Regions from separate parts of the Mus musculus genome. Here regions 1 and 3 are each linked to region 2. A link is a contact called in public Hi-C data. All regions are on one chromosome and are shown on one strand. Each heading gives the region's core, a stretch centred on a gene start, on an enhancer-like site or on the middle of the called end of the contact. The rest is flanking DNA. Distances are from core to core; before and after follow the strand shown. Region 1 has its middle 72 kb from the start of G2e3. Region 2 has its middle 38 kb from the start of Gm34745. Region 3 has its middle 37 kb from the start of Gm34581.

Evidence for each region. A called contact is a pair of places that touch in the nucleus more often than the background predicts.
Region 1: a contact with region 2 is called in a Hi-C map of cortical neurons, with 2.1 times the contacts expected there. The contact joins two enhancer-like sites. A contact is called at or near these places in 8 of 484 Hi-C or Micro-C datasets (the HL-1 cell line, cerebral cortex, cortical neurons and 2 more).
Region 3: a contact with region 2 is called in a Hi-C map of cerebral cortex, with 3 times the contacts expected there. The contact joins two enhancer-like sites. A contact is called at or near these places in 10 of 484 Hi-C or Micro-C datasets (the HL-1 cell line, cerebellar granule neurons, cerebellum and 4 more).

The regions. Positions count from the first base shown.
Region 1 is chr12:51,274,561-51,277,347 of GRCm38.p6, reverse strand. No RefSeq gene overlaps it. Among named protein-coding and RNA genes, the nearest start is that of G2e3, 72 kb to the left of the region's middle. Within about 2 kb of position 1,342, at least 5 of the 459 cell types and tissues checked have an H3K27ac peak or open chromatin away from gene starts, as enhancers often do. A contact at or near this core is called in cortical neurons, where this site is marked.
Region 2 is chr12:51,117,598-51,120,297 of GRCm38.p6, reverse strand. No RefSeq gene overlaps it. Among named protein-coding and RNA genes, the nearest start is that of Gm34745, 38 kb to the left of the region's middle. Within about 2 kb of position 1,382, at least 57 of the 459 cell types and tissues checked have an H3K27ac peak or open chromatin away from gene starts, as enhancers often do. A contact at or near this core is called in cerebellum, cerebral cortex, cortical neurons and 1 more, where this site is marked.
Region 3 is chr12:50,942,395-50,945,169 of GRCm38.p6, reverse strand. No RefSeq gene overlaps it. Among named protein-coding and RNA genes, the nearest start is that of Gm34581, 37 kb to the left of the region's middle. Within about 2 kb of position 1,334, at least 42 of the 459 cell types and tissues checked have an H3K27ac peak or open chromatin away from gene starts, as enhancers often do. A contact at or near this core is called in cerebellum, cerebral cortex, cortical neurons and 1 more, where this site is marked.

The DNA.
Region 1 (2,787 bases), core at 93-2,592, 160 kb before region 2:
AAGTTGTCTGTGATCCTCCAAACATGCAGGGCTACACCTTGTCTTCCAGGCTTCTGACTTTCACTGCCGGGCACACCTTTCTTGGTCTTCTCTGGTTGTATCATTCATTTTCTCTCTTTCAAGACGATTTAAGTTTTGTCTGTCTTTTGAAGTCCTCCCCAGCCCACGCTCACTGAAGAAAATTTTCATCTGAGTTGTGTGTGTGTTGCATATGCTGTAAGGGAGAGCATGTATTAACATCTTTCCTCCCCTTGACAGTGACAGCCTCACACCCTGAACGGCACACCATCTCTCCAAAGCCAGCCATGGCAGTGAATGCCTGGAATCCTGGGACTTGGGAGGTAGAGGCAAGAAGATCAAGATTCTGCATCGAAACAGGCAAAACTGAATTTTTACATGTCGGTTAACCGAGAAGCGGACAGTTGCGATGAGACAAAAAGGGACATATAATCTCATTGCAGTAAACTGGGGTGAATTTAACATGGCCTGTCCATTGGGATTCTTCTTGGTGAGATTCCCCTGTTAACATTCTTTCCCTCCGGGCAAAAGGCCGATCTCCTGCTCATGGAAGTCTTTAAAAACACCTTAGTTTCTGATGCTGTGGTTACCCCCACCTGCTCTCATGCCAGCGGGCTGTTTTCCAGGCACTGTCCTGAACCCTGGAAGGGCTTTTATCACTCAGTGGTGATTAGTAAGTGTTCTGCCCACGGGTGTCAAGTCGCCCTACCTACATGGCAGCCCTGTCATTTTAATGCCATTGGCTTTAGGAATGAAACTCTGCAGCTCACGACACCACGTTTCTTCAGACTGTAGTGTCGTCTTCCAGAAAACTAACAACAATTCGCCAAATTCCCTATAAAGCGCAACTCTCTGACATAAGCACGAATTTAAAAAACAAAATGGCATTAAAAAAAAATTGTTGATGTGTTCTGGAATTTGGGAGACTCACAGTCAGTTACCACTAGATGGCGGTAGTGATTTTAGTCTGGGAGAATTTAAAGCGTTTCCTTTTCTTGCCTAGCCCTGGTTATTGTTAGCAATGCACCAACCAGATTGTCCATGTCTTCAAGGAGAGTGGTCTTCAGAGTCGTATAGAAAGGTAGTCCCTATATTTATTTCAAAATTCCCATCCTTGGAAAAGGTAAACCAAAAGGAAAGCGGCTATAACTAGTGTGTAATGAAGCATAATAAATAAATGACATAAATATACCCTTAAACTCAGGGCAAACTTCTATATTGTACATTAGCATAATTAGCATCTCTTCGTGATGAAATAAGTCAGCATGCTGATGTTTTATAGCCCCTTATAGAGTCCATTGTCTTCCCCAGTCGCAAGCAGCTTGACTGACTCCATTTCCACCCCTACATGTTTATACCATGCCTGCGCTTTAAACATCAAGTACCAACACATTTGCTTTCACTGACTTCTGTTTTGAAAAGCCCTGCTTTTGTATTTTTTTTCCAAAGGGTAAACTTGAAACTCAAAAGAAGGAGAACACATGTAACTGCGAATATCGCTTCACGAAGGGCAAAGTGGATATCGTTGCAGTCGGTTAGAAAGTAAAGCCCTTCACCTCTCTCGCTTTCTTTCTTTTCTTCCTTTCTCTTTGGTAAATGTTGTTACGTTTCTATAACTGTAGCAGAAATGTTAGAATTATCATAAATGAGCCTTTGCGCACGCTGTTATTTCATCTTCTGTAAAAAAAAAATTCAATCATATTCTTAATGTTTCTGTCTCCAAGCCAACTGTTTAATGCTCAAGGCTTTATTGCAGACTGCAGCTCAGACTATTCATTTATGCTAACGGTACAGCTTGAACAATACTGTAAATTAAAGAAAATGTAATTTTAGGATTTGTCTTATAATTTACCATTTTCAAAAAGCACTCTCTGGAGAAATTAATAGCTTAAATATTACTGGAATAATGAGGATCAAGTTTGAGGAAAATATAGCTTGAAAGTCTATTACTGAAAATGACGGAAATAGGCATTTTTGTATTGCTATCTGAGCAAACATAATACCATACCATTTATCTCTAATTATCCCCAAGAAAATTCATGAGAAGCACTGGAAAAAAAACAAAGAGTAAAGACTTCAATGGATCTGTTATTCTCTTGCTTTCCCTCACCTACTATTTCTGTTATTATAAATATTAACAAAAATCAGCAAATAGGAGTAGACAGAGAAAACAGAAGGCCGATGCATTCTTTGGGTCAACAAAGAACTCTAGGCTGCATATCGAAAAATCTTGGGCCTATTATTCTGGGAAGATATTCTTACAGATAATCCAAATGTTCATTTTCAAATCCATTCATGTTCAATGAAGTGTGTGATGTTTTTCTATTCAAGTTAAAGAAAGCCAGGTTGAGAGTTTATCTAAATTCGGCTAATTATGTTTGGTCAAGCATTGTCCCTGGCACAAATATTCCCCACATCTTAAAAATTTTGTACTTTTAACAGGCTTCAGCTACAGGGGCCATTGGCTGTGAAAGAAGAAATTTTAATTGCCCAGGTATACGGAATGAGGAGAAGACCTTTATATTTTGTTTTGTTTCCTCCTGTCCAAAGGAGTAGTGGGATTTATTAAACACCTACCTGCATCCTAGAAAGGTAAAATAGGGGCAAGCGGAACCTGGAGTGTGGTTAGCTGCTGTCTGCACTCAGCTTGATAAAGTTTGGAGCTTTGTCTGAACGGCAGGTTTCTCTGACAGACGCTTGTGTTGTGTGTCTCATGGCTCTGCCATCATTTCAGCTGAATAGTTTTATCATCACCTAATTAATTTTAAA
Region 2 (2,700 bases), core at 133-2,632:
AGAGATGCAGAGAAGGCCGTGAGCAAGCAAATATAAGAAATATATGATTAATTCAAGAGCATCACCCCAGAATTAAACCTAGGGCCTCATGCTTTCTAAGCAAGTGCTTTTGTGTAGACCTGTATACTCAGAAAAGATCTGGACTTTCTTCAAGTGTGTGCGTGTGCATGTGTGTGTGTGTGTGTGTGTGTGTGCGTGCACTCGCAAAGGAGTGCAGGTGCCCTTGGAGGCCAGAGGCATCAGATCCCCTGGCACTGGACACAAGAAGTTGTGAGCTGCTTGTTGATAAGGGTGCTGAAAACTGAGCTCTGGTCCTCTGGAAGCACACTAAGGGTTCTTAACCATTGAGTCATCTCTCCAGCCCCAAAGGTCCAGCTTTAATAGAAACATGCTGAAGACCATCATGGCTGAAGACAACACAATTCTGCCAGAGGCTTGTTCTACATAAAGCCAGAAGGAAGCTTGCCACAAATTCCTTGAGTATAAAGCCACCTGCCTGGCCTTTGTAGTTGCTGGTAGTCCAGCTAGTTGTTTTAGTCACCGGCCTATTGCTGTTAAGGAACACCATAACCGAGGCAACTCTTATAACAAGAAAGCACTTAATTGTGGGCTTGCCTATAGTTTGAGGAGGTTAGTCGTTATCCTGTCAGGAGCCTGTCAGGAACATGGTAGCATGCATGGTGCTGTAGCTGTAGTTATATTCTGATCCATAGGCGACAGGGGGGTACATATATATAGATAGAAAGGATAGAGATAGTGGGCCTGGCATGGGCTTTGAAACTTCAAGGCCCACCCCCAGTGACACACCTATTCCAACAAGACCACACCTCCCATTCCTTCTAATCCTTTCAAATAGTTCCACTCCTTGGTACCTTAGCATTGAACTATATGAGTGTATGGGGTGGGGGGTGCATTCTAATGCAAACCACCACATTAGGTGTTTCTGTGTCTGCGATCAACTAAAAGTCTGCTTTCAGCCCATGAGAAGACAAATGTGTGATGAGCGACTGTACCGATCATGTACAAAGTGACTGCGCCGTGCTGGAGCCCTCACTGCGTGCCTTGCCTTATCTCTGTTGATTCTTAGCTGCTTTCAGTTTGGCTGTACAATTGGGTGAAACTGAGATTTAAAGAGCCAACACAACTTTCCCAGAGTAGCAGGCCTTCGATGAGAACGCAGGCAGTGCAGGTCAGAATTCTGCTCCAGGGTGTCACTCTTCCGTTCAGTACACACCTCGTAACGTGCCGCAAGGGAACGGACAAAATCAATAAGAAAAGCAGACTCTTCTGATGGATGAAGAGGTTGAACCGAAGCCAGGGAAGGCTTAGGAGGGAAAGGGAACAGCCCTGCTGACCCACTCACAAGAACCAAGAATTGATGTGGTTTTGTAAACAACTGTTTTAGTGACTGGTCAAAGTCCCTTCTCTACCCGAAGACCAGAACAAGCCACCGCAATGACTCTTTTTTTCCAGAGACTCAGTTTTCACTCTTTTCTTATCTTTTAAACACCATTTTTCCTTCTTATGCCTTTTAATTACTAGGCTTCCTAGTACTCAGACCTAGATTGTCTTGTCTAAACTTTCTTTCAGTGACTATTTGCCTCCTGGGAGTCCTGGCAACCAGGCAAAGAGACCCCAATCTGGGAGCCAAAGAAGGCCTAGTTTTCCCTCCCATCCCCAGCCTCATTAAATATGGTGCAGTTTCTACCAAGAGTGTTGGGGGCGGAGGCTGTGTGGGCAAGACACAGCTTCCAAATGTTCTTGTAAATATTCATAAAAACACGTCAGTGTTGCTAAACCCACGGTAAACCATAACCACCCATCCCTGTACACCCTGCATCCTTTTGCTGTTAATCCTTTTGTCCGCCTTGAATTCCTTCCCACAATTGCTTCTCCCTCCATCTTGTGTTTTTGAATTGCTGCCAGCCACCTTAGCCTTTCAGGCAGCCCGCGGTACCCTTTTCAAAGCAGCGGGCCTTGCTGCCAGCTAGGATGCGAACGATACACGCTGTCCCAGCGATGTTGTGTTTTCTCATCTTGGTTCCTTGCTCATGGGGAACACGGCAATTATTCTACCCAGGACCTGATGGGGATTTCGGAGCGACCTGGCACATCTGAAACATTTTTCTGACTCACTGAGTTGGCATCTCTTGCTAGATCAGCATTGGCCCAGTTCCACACAGCCTGTCACCAGCAGTGGGTGTTGTTGTAAGCACTAGTTTTGATTGTGGCAAGATGGGCTCTGTGACTCTCCTCTTGTTCTGTTGAGTTCAGAAAAGGCATCTGCTCTCCATTCACATTGCATTTGACAAGAGTCCAAAACCTAAATGAATGTTGCTAATAAAGAACTGTAAGGAAAAAACATGTTGAGAACCACTGAGTGTATTCAACACATATCAAGTGTTGGAGCAGGGAGGGGGTAGGCTGGAGTGAGGCACTGGCTTGGGATCGGCGACTGGAGGGGTGGGAACTCTGGCCTCAGGGGCTAGCTCTGTCGGTGCACTGTGCCTCAGTTTGCCTTCTTTAAGTTGAACATGCTTGTGAGGTGTTTTCTGAAACAGACTGCTGGCGACCTGGAATCTGTTTACCTCGGCTGTGGGTCAACGGAGCCTGAGTTCTGTGGTAGTATTGATTAACTACTCAATGGCTGCCAAGGGTGACTTCAGCTCTGTACTTAAGCTTCACTGCTCATTCTCATCA
Region 3 (2,775 bases), core at 85-2,584, 180 kb after region 2:
GCTGTCAAAATCACCACCATCACAAAGCCTGGATAGTCCAAAGGATGGGTAGGTAAAAGTATTTATAAAGTTAAACATATAAAAATCAAATGCAGATGAAGTTCATGTTAAAAAAGCAAAACACGAAGGATGGAAAACAATGGAGCATTTGACAAATAGAAACAAACAAGTGGTAAGAAATTCAGTTAAGAGCCATGGCGAAGTGATGATTTCCAGGAGGGTAAAGAGGATTTACCAGAGTGAAGTTCCTTACAGGCTAAGTGGTGAATGACTGGAGACACGGACTGCCAGAACGGTTGGATCTTAGAGAACTTCTAGTGTCAGAGCCTTCAGAAGTCAGGCAAAGAAGCACTACCCAGCCCTGGCACACAGTTCCTGGGCTCTAGTAGAAAGACTGGCTCTAATCTGCACATTTAGACAATAGCATATGGGCTTGGTGAATTTACTGCATTGGGATAAAACAGGGAAAAAGAAATTTACTGGAAGGAGGGGTGTCGAAAGGTTTAAGTGAAGTACTAATATTCTTACAATAGGAGTCATACATATAGGTAAAGAAAGAGAATCAATACGGTGAAAGGGTCAGTGGGTCCAGGGTTTTAGAAGGTCTGAAGAGAAAAGGGATAGTGTAGGCTAAGAGACAGGAGGTGGTGATCCACAGACACACTGAAAGGCTATTTTCTTTTCCTTTATCCACCCACTAACCAGTGCCTAATATAGCACTTTTAAAAATACTGTTTGTGTAAGTGCAACATGCTAATTTATTAATTGAGGAGAAGAATGGTGTTTCGGGGACTCGGGCAGCAATAAGGGGAGGAACACAGAGGCAGACCTAGGGTCTAACCGGTGATACAAACCCTGGGCGCTGAAAGGAATTCAGAAGCTTCACTTTTGGACGCTGCAAAGAAGATGGCTGCTGTTTTAGTCAATTTTAAAGATAATGATTTTTTTTTAAAGCTGTCTGACTCCTTTATACCTTCTATCCAAATTGAAGTAATAGGCCAGACATTCAGATCAAACTGTCCCTCCAGGAGAAAGAGACTTGCCAAGGAAACCTTGGCCAGATGGGAGCTGTAGAAAGAGGCTCAGAACTGAGAGCGGGTTTGCTTGCCCAGTCAGTTTGGATTTAAACCAGGTGCCCCCAGGCTAGAAGGCCGGAGTTTTGCCAGCGAAGAGCAGGGATGTAAGCGGCTATTGTGTGAAAACAAGCTAGGTTGCGTGGTTGCGGGGAATATGGTCCAAGGATCATACGTGCATCTGTTTGCTAATGCTCTTGAGTAGCTATTCCATACGATGTGCGCCTTTGTTTCCTGGTTTCCCGAGGCGTGAACACGGCCACATCTTCACCAAAGCACTAGGTGGCAGCACAGGACATCTATTCAACTGTCTCTCGCCACAGGCTGCTGGAATTTTGACAGATACAAAACGGTACCTGTGGTTTTGTGTATAAAACTGGTATAACTGTTTGTACATTTAAAAACCGTAACAATAAATTAAACATAAGGGAAAGGGTTTGCTAATAAATACAGTGTTAGACTGCATTTTTGTATACCAGGTGACAAGCTTGGGCATTCAAACCTGATTTGCGTAGGGGATGGGCAGGATGGGAAACAGGTTGAAGGAACTGCAAAATGTACATGCTGGGTGGCTGCAGCTCCCTTCAGGGCTGTTGTTGATCTGTCCATATGTCTGTGTGCACTACACAGAGGTGAAAACTTAGGGAAGTGAGGGGAATGGGATGTCTGGACGTCTGGATGCAGTGATTCTAGGAAGAACACACTCTGTGATTCCAAGCTCATGTTTTGTGGAAGGTGAAAGTGTGAGCATATTATGTTTGTTTTACTTAAAGAGATGCACGTCGTACTCTTTCACATTCTTACCTGGTATTTAGAATATTTGGAAAGTAGGCTCCTTAAGCTTACGTACATCCTAGTAGATAGGGCTAGACTCAATGCATGCTGCCGTATTTGTCTGTAGGTTGGCTATACATTATTTTGATCAGAACAAGCTGCTGCTTGAGACACTAAGCTTGATCCAGCAAGGGTGGACCATTTGATATGCTACCAAGACAGAAAGCTCAAACATTTCAAAAAGCCATGTACCATCTGTAACTGAGCAACTCAAAGTCAAAAGCCTATTATAATGGTAATGGTCAAGGCAAAATATTTTTATTCATTCTCCTATTCAATAAATGTTTGTCTTTTATTATTTGCCAATCACATAATACTGAAAAATGAAAAAGATAAAAATGGAAAACAAAATGAATACTCAAATACCACGCAACATCTCCTCTACTACAAAGACAATAATGAGAGTTCCAAGCCGTCACTCTGGTGTCATAGAGTCCACAGACATTTCTACTACTTAGTTCTCACGCTAATTCTATGCTTTGGCTTTTTTTCTACAGGCTAAGAACTGAAGTTGACAAATAATTGGTAATGTGCTTACGGTTGTTATGAGCATGCCAAGGGGATGTGAGCTTTAAATTCTTCCCATGATGCTATGCAACTGCACATTTCTGAACAAGGGGGTGACTCTGAGTGTAACTGTGCTCGCTGTCAACCTGGATGACGGGAACTCAATCCCTGGAACTCATATGGTCAAAGACCTGAACCTGGTTTCTGACTACCACACATGTATGGCCGTACAGACCCCCCTCCATAAATAAACTAATGCAGTAAAGAAAATGCTCTATATTGTATTCTGTTCTTGACTTGTATCTGACGACATGTAAGTCTCAAAAATCTAGGTTAAAAACATTTGAATTCAAGCTCTGTG